2 separate regions of the Gossypium arboreum genome follow, and region 1 is linked to region 2. A link is a contact called in public Hi-C data. All regions are on one chromosome and are shown on one strand. The core of a region is the stretch at or near the end of the contact, and the rest is flanking DNA. Distances in the headings are between cores, read along the strand shown.

Region 1 (3,369 bases), core at 651-3,150, 140 kb before region 2:
ACCAAATTCTATCATTGAGACATCCCAACCTACCTTTTATCCTATATCAAAAATTGTCATCAACAAGGCAAAGAATCCACCAGCTTCAATTGATATCATTGCTACCCACATAATTGGCCTGGCTAGAACACAGCCATTTTATTTTAGAAAGCAAAGAAGACTGTGTTACAAGGATAAAGGGTCAAAATTAAAAGCAAATTATGACCTGAAAATTTTGGATACATAATATTAATGACAAAAAGGGGGTTAAAGTTGTGATTGAAGTTAAATGAGTGTGTTTATTTTTGTGGTTTTGATGATAAGGAGGTGGATTAGTTGTAAGATTTAGATAGAGTAGAATTTAGACAAAAGTCAATCATAAAAAAGGTAAGGTTAATTTCATCTCAAAAGTTAAATTTATTGAATTATTTAAAATTAAGATCAAATTAATATAATATATAAATTTAAAATTAAATATATTATTATATCAATTAGAAACTCTAAAATTCTTCGTCCAACTTAATACAATTACAAGATTTTACTAAAACGGATCGGACAACCAACTGATAATCTAAACATCAAATAAATTTGATTTACCCTCAATAAATAAGAATATGTAATGAGAAATTTTGGGATATTATATTAAATTTTAGATGAATATTTACTTAAAATTAATTAATACTACTTTCATTCCAGTAAAGTTGTCATATATTAGTGATAAAAATTTGAGAAGATTATATTTTAATAATTTCCAATGAAGTAGTTTATTAAATATATATTCTATAAAAATTAATTAATTAAAATATTTTAAATAATAGAGATCAAAGTTTACTAAAAAAGTCAACTATGACATTTTTAATGGGACATTTAATATTTTTACTTTAATATTAAAATTAAGGGTTTTATGGGTAAAAATTATAATTTAGGGACTTATTTAACTACAAATTTAATATAAGGACTTGTTTAAACAAAGTGTAGTAGTTTAAGAGGTCTTTTAGTATATTAACTTTTTTTTTCTTTTAAATATTTTTTATTAGAAAATATTTAATAATCTATCAGTGGAGTTTTTAAACTTACAAGTAAGGTTAAATGATTAACAAGTATTCTAGGATATAATAAATATTTTAAAAAACACACACATTACAATTTTTTAAAGGCTATTTGTGAAATAAAAAGAATACATTGTTATTTGTGTTATTTAGTTAAAGGAAATATGCATTACTTATACTTACATATTATTTGGTTTGGTTTCCTTTTATTACTATATTAATATATCTTTAATTATTATTCAATTTTATATTTTATGATTTGAGTTATCAATTTGATTTAATGCTTGTAATAATGAATTATATTAGAGTTATTGTAAATTAGAAAAAAGAATTGAATAGTCAATTGAGTTTTAGTTCGATTGTTATGAGTATTGTTGTTAATGTGGAAGGATGTGGATTTGAGTGCATTAAAATACATTATCCTTCAATTTATGAATTGAGGAAGGATTATGAGTAATTCTAAATATTTTATATATAAAATAAAAAACCAGATATGGATAATAAAATTGTTAAAAAATTATTTGAATATTTTTAAACTAATGCCACTAAATGCTTACCAACGTTTCCTAAATAATTTCATTAAAATAATAATTAGGTGAATTTAACATTAAGGAGCACTTTTATAAAAAACACTTTTAAGTAAAAACTATAATTTTCTATTTTGCAAGACAGTTTTACCCCAAAAATATTTTTAAAAATCATAAAAACATTTTATTTAACAATATTTTTATCACAAACTTACATATTTAAAAATCCAAAGGTGCTTTATTTGCTAGTGTTGGGGTTATTACACTAATCCGTACATATTTAAATGATAAAAAAGTAAAGACTCACAAATAAGATCCATAATTAAAGCCTTCCCCTTGCTTATAAATAGCTTTATAACCTTCAAAGCTTTTCATCCCAAAAACATCAGATAAAAGAAAGCTCCCAAAAATCAAAGGAAATGGTTCTTCCATCCGCTTTTCCACTTCTTTTATTATGCATTGTGTTTTTAATGGTAATTTTTAGTTATTCAAAGATGTGACATATTACAATCCATATCAACCAAAGTTTTCTTTAACTAACTCTAGCTTCTTCTTCTTCTTTTAGTGTGGAAAAGGCAATGCAGGAAGGGATTTGGAAGAAAAATATGCTACAGCTTACTTTCACAAAACTTCTGATTCTGCAAATCACTTTGATGGAGGTGATGTGAAGAATTTGGAAGACAAATATTCTACGGCTTACTTCCACAAAGCTTTTGATGCTGAAAATCTTGATAGAGAAAAGGAGGTGACGAGTTTGGAAGACAAGTATGCTACGGCTTACTTTTACAAAACTTCTGATTCTGAAAGCCATGGCGAAGGGAAAGAAGTGAAGGGTTTGGAAGATAAATATGCTAATATTTACTTCCACAAAACTTCTGATTCTGAAAGCCATGGCGACGGGAAAGAAGTGAAGGGTTTGGAAGATAAATATGCTAATCTTTACTTCCACAAAACTTCTGATTCTGAAAGCCATTGCGAAGGGAAAGAAGTGAAGGGTTTGGAAGACAAGTATGCTACGGCTTACTTTCACAAAACTTCTAATTCTGAAAGCCATGGCGAAGGGAAAGAAGTGAAGGGTTTGGAAGACAAGTATGCTACGGCTTACTTTCACAAAACTTCTAATTCTGAAAGCCATGGCGAAGGGAAAGAAGTGAAGGGTTTGGAAGACAAGTATACTACGGCTTACTTTCACAAAACTTCTGATTCTGAAAGCCATGGCGAAGGGAAAGAAGTGAAGGGTTTGGAAGACAAGTATGCTACGGCTTACTTTCACAAAACTTCTAATTCTGAAAGCCATGGCGAAGGGAAAGAAGTGAAGGGTTTGGAAGACAAATATGCTACTGCTTATTTTCATCAAACTTCTAATTCTGAAAGCCATGGTGAAAGGAAAGCAATGAAGAGTTTGGAAGACAAATATTCCACAGCTTACTTTCACAAAGCGTTTGATTTGGAAACAAAATCTCTGCAGCAATCTTCTGAAATGGAGAACCACAACATGGAACATCACCACAACCACCATAATCATGTTGGAAGTGCAGAGATAGGCTTGTTTACCATAGATGAACTACGTGGCTTTAACGTAGGGAAAAAATTGCCCATCTTTTTCCCTATCAAAAACCACTCTCTTTACCCTCCTTTCTTACCCAAAGAAGTCGCTGACACCATCCCTTTTTCATCTTCACAACTCTCCAATATTCTACAATTCTTCTTAGTTTCTCCAAACTCTCCAAAAGGCAAAGCCGTTCAAGATACACTCATAAAATGCGAACTTGAAGCAGCTCAAGGGGAGACCAAAATCTGTGCTACCTCGTTAG
Region 2 (3,601 bases), core at 596-3,095:
CTTTAAGACGTGGAAAAGTATTCAAAGGAAGATCAGGCATGGGATTAGGAATTTTACCATACAAATTTTCAAAGAACCTGGCAGCCTCATCACTGAGGATAGACTGATCCGAACACCACTCCTCATTATTGATGCGTAAGGCCATAATGCGATTAAATTTCCTCCTTTGCAAAGTACGAGAATGGAAGAACTTGGTATTACGATCCCCAAACTGGAGCCAGTCACATCTCGCCTTTTGCCTCCATAAAAGTTCCTCATGATTAAGGACACTCTCCAATTCATCACGAACCTCCATCTCTAAATTAACAAGTCTCCTAGAATTCGACTGGTCCATAGCCTTTTGGATATTCCCAAGTGATCTCAGAAGCTGTCTTTTCCTCATACCAATAAAGCCATAGACAAACTTGTTCCAATTTTTAACATGTGAGGTAAAATCAGATAAAGAATCCGCCATATTACCCGAGAATCTCCACTTTTCCACAACCAATTCTTTAAAATTTGTGTGCTTCGTCCATCCTGCAAGAAAATGAAACAGTCTCCCTCTCAGGGAACTAAATTCAGGATTAGAATTTAAAAGAATAGGTTTATGATCCGATTTGATACGAGAGAGGTGATAAACCAGAGTCTGTGGAAACGTAGAGATCCAACCATCATTAGTCAGAGCTCGATCACGTCTCTCTTGCGTATTACCTCTTTGACAGGTAAATGATGGACCAATAAAACCAAGATCCTGCAAGTTACATGAATCAACAAAATTACCAAAAAGTTTACATCTCTTACCAATGGAGCGATCACTTTTTTTATCCTTATCAGAAAAGATGGCATTAAGGTACCCCAAAATTACCCAAGGCAAAGGATCTTGAGGCAAAACCTCTAACAACTCCAACTAAAGTGGAGATGATTATTGCCCTAAATACGTAAAAGCATGAACTGGGGATGATTATGAATAATATTAATGGATAAAGAATCCTTCCATCCAACCTAAATGCCACCAAAAAAACCAACAGACTCAATACGATGAGAAAAATCAAAACCCAATTTTTCAAAGATAGAATAAGCTTTTTTACCACTTACTCTCGACTCCAAAAAAATACAATGTCAGGATTATATTCTAAATTATACTCACGAAAAGTGTGGAGAAACTTACTACTCGAACAACCTTGGCAGTTCCAAGAAAAAATAGAAAGATTAGAATACATAAAGAATTAAAATAAAATAGTAAAAATAATAATAATAATAAACCACAATAACAACCAAACCAGAAAAAAACTAGGCAAAATTAATTACTATTATCTTCCCTACTATCACCTGTAACAGGGTCAGAACTCTAAGGAGAGGAAACAGACTGGGCCAACCTAGACATAGAATCACTTAAAGAAATTTTTGAAGAATTTTTATTTTTATTACTAATACCTTTCCCATAAGGGATTTTATTAATTTTCCTAGTGGCCTGGAACCCCATTTTTTGCTCCCCGATAATTTCCCCATATTCTTGCTTTTACTAGCAACCGTATTCAATGGAGAGGCCTTTTTTAAAATGGCATCTTCAAGTGACCCTTTTACTTTAAAAGAAACAGCAGTATGTTTGGAAACACTTAATCCATCTTGGGAATTCACAACATGTACTTCTATTGGTTCTATCGCTGAAGAAACAAGTTTCGAAGTCAATGTAGAAACCCCATTTAAAACCTTCTTCTGGTTATCAAAAATAGGATTAATATGCGTTGAGTTAACAGGAGTTGAAATAAAATTAGAGACTTGTGATTTATTGAAATTTAAGTAATTCGAAGGGTTAAAATTAGGAACCGAAATAGGCGTAATAATACTCACTGGTTCGGTGGACATAACATCCGAAATTGCGGCATTAGGGCCCGCCTACTTAGTGACCTAAAAATGGTTAATTATTGGTGGGTCAGAATTCTACTTGCTAGCAGATGGCATAGTTACTCCAAGGCCCAAAACCCCTTCCTCAGACTTTCGACCCACTTCTCCATTATAATCTGAAAATAAAATTGAAAGGCCCAGCATCCATCAAAACTTCCCCCAATCGCATATACCTATTAAAATTAGGGCTTCCCTGATATACGAGCTTCTGCTTTCCTTCCAATACCGCAGCTTTAAAATTCTCCTGAAAATCAGCCTCCTTCCTTTCTTTTCTTTTATTCTGCTCTTTTCCCAAAACAGTCATACCTTCCATATTAGCCAAGGTACCAAATCTAGACCCTGATTTCCCTTTCTCCTTAGTATCCGTTTTGATTGGAATAGTATTCCGAGAATTTCATCGATTTTCCTTTCGACAGCCATCCATGGACCGTACGCCACCGATTCACCTCCTTCCCCCTTCTCCATTGATGTGTTGTTCCCTTGAATCTTCTCCAAGCCAGAAATCAGTTTCATCGAAACACATAGCTCCTTTGTATGGCCATACTCTCCGCAGGTGAAACAAATGGTCGGTAAAGCTTCATATTCAACCCTCTGATTTCTACCATTAACAAGAACTTGAGCAATCAAAGGTTTGTCCAAATTAATATAAACTACCATTCTAGCGAACCTGCCTCTAGTCCTGCTATCAATATTAAAGTCCAGTCGAACTACCTTCCCAATGGTACCTCCAATTTCGTCAATAATTTTTCTCTTGTATAAAAAAACAAGGAGACCTGATAACCTTATTAATACCAAAACAATGCTTGGGTAAGATTGAGAGGGATTAAAATCTTTTGTCCAAGGTTGAACTGTCAAGTATTGGCCATAAATCATCCAAAGACCTTGGGACAGAGCTTTGGTATAATCATCAATAGATTGAAATTTTACCAGATAATATCAGTTCTCAATATCCATAAGATGGAATGGCTTGATAGGGTTCTAAAGACTGCTAATTAGGTTATTAAGGACCCCATATCCAATGTTTCTCCCAAGTAATTTAATTACTACTTTAAGTTCCATTTCTTTGAAGAGGGTTTTTTAAATCCTCTCAGAAAAATCAATGGCAGGAATACCATTGACAATAGATCTGCGAATGTCTCCTTCAAAAAAATCTAAGTCATCATCAGTGTCGACATTAGGAGAATCCATCTTTACTTTATCAATCGCTCCAAGATTACCCCCCAGAAGTTTGTCATTCCAAGATATCATTAGCTCGAACCAGAGTCCACCACCATATCAGTATCTTGCTCATCAATTCTTTCTTTGAATCGAACTTTCTTGGTTATATGGTCGGCATATGACCGAGCCTCATCTCCATCACCTATAACCAGATGAGAAGAAATGTTACTAGAGTTCAGAGAGACTTCTTCCATAGCCTTTACTAGGAAATTGTTTTAAACGATCAAACTATTTATTTAATTATAATTATAATTATTTCAATCATTTCCTTTCATTTTCATAGTATAACCAAACAAAAATGGTTAAATTCTGTTTCTTTTTCTTTCATTTGCATTATTAATTTTAATAATCCAAACTTAACCTTCTTTTCTTTTACTTTCATTTTCTTTCTTTTCCTTCACAATTATTAATTCAAAAGTGTAAAGTCAATATTGTAGGTTGATTACTTAACATGTTCAGTATGATCATTAACGTTATGTTTGATTAATCGAAGAATTAA

What was found. Hi-C and Micro-C count contacts between places; a contact is called where the count stands out from the background.
Region 1: a Hi-C map of leaf shows a contact between it and region 2, with 2.4 times the contacts expected there. The contact joins the promoter of LOC108483996 here to the promoter of LOC128295438 in region 2. A contact is called at or near these places in 2 of 5 Hi-C or Micro-C datasets (both in leaf).

What each region holds. Positions count from the first base shown.
Region 1 is chr7:85,599,236-85,602,604 of ASM2569848v2, reverse strand. It overlaps LOC108483996 (BURP domain-containing protein 14-like), which reads left to right and starts at 1,900. Exons shown (of 2, transcript XM_017787592.2): 1 at 1,900-2,028; 2 at 2,121-3,369. The coding sequence starts at 1,975.
Region 2 is chr7:85,463,904-85,467,504 of ASM2569848v2, reverse strand. It overlaps LOC128295438, which reads right to left and starts at 1,845. Exons shown (of 8, transcript XM_053031017.1): 1 at 1,831-1,845; 2 at 1,414-1,695; 3 at 1-730. The coding sequence starts at 1,845. LOC128295199 (a long non-coding RNA gene) reads left to right here and starts at 2,050. Exons shown (of 3, transcript XR_008285541.1): 1 at 2,050-3,601.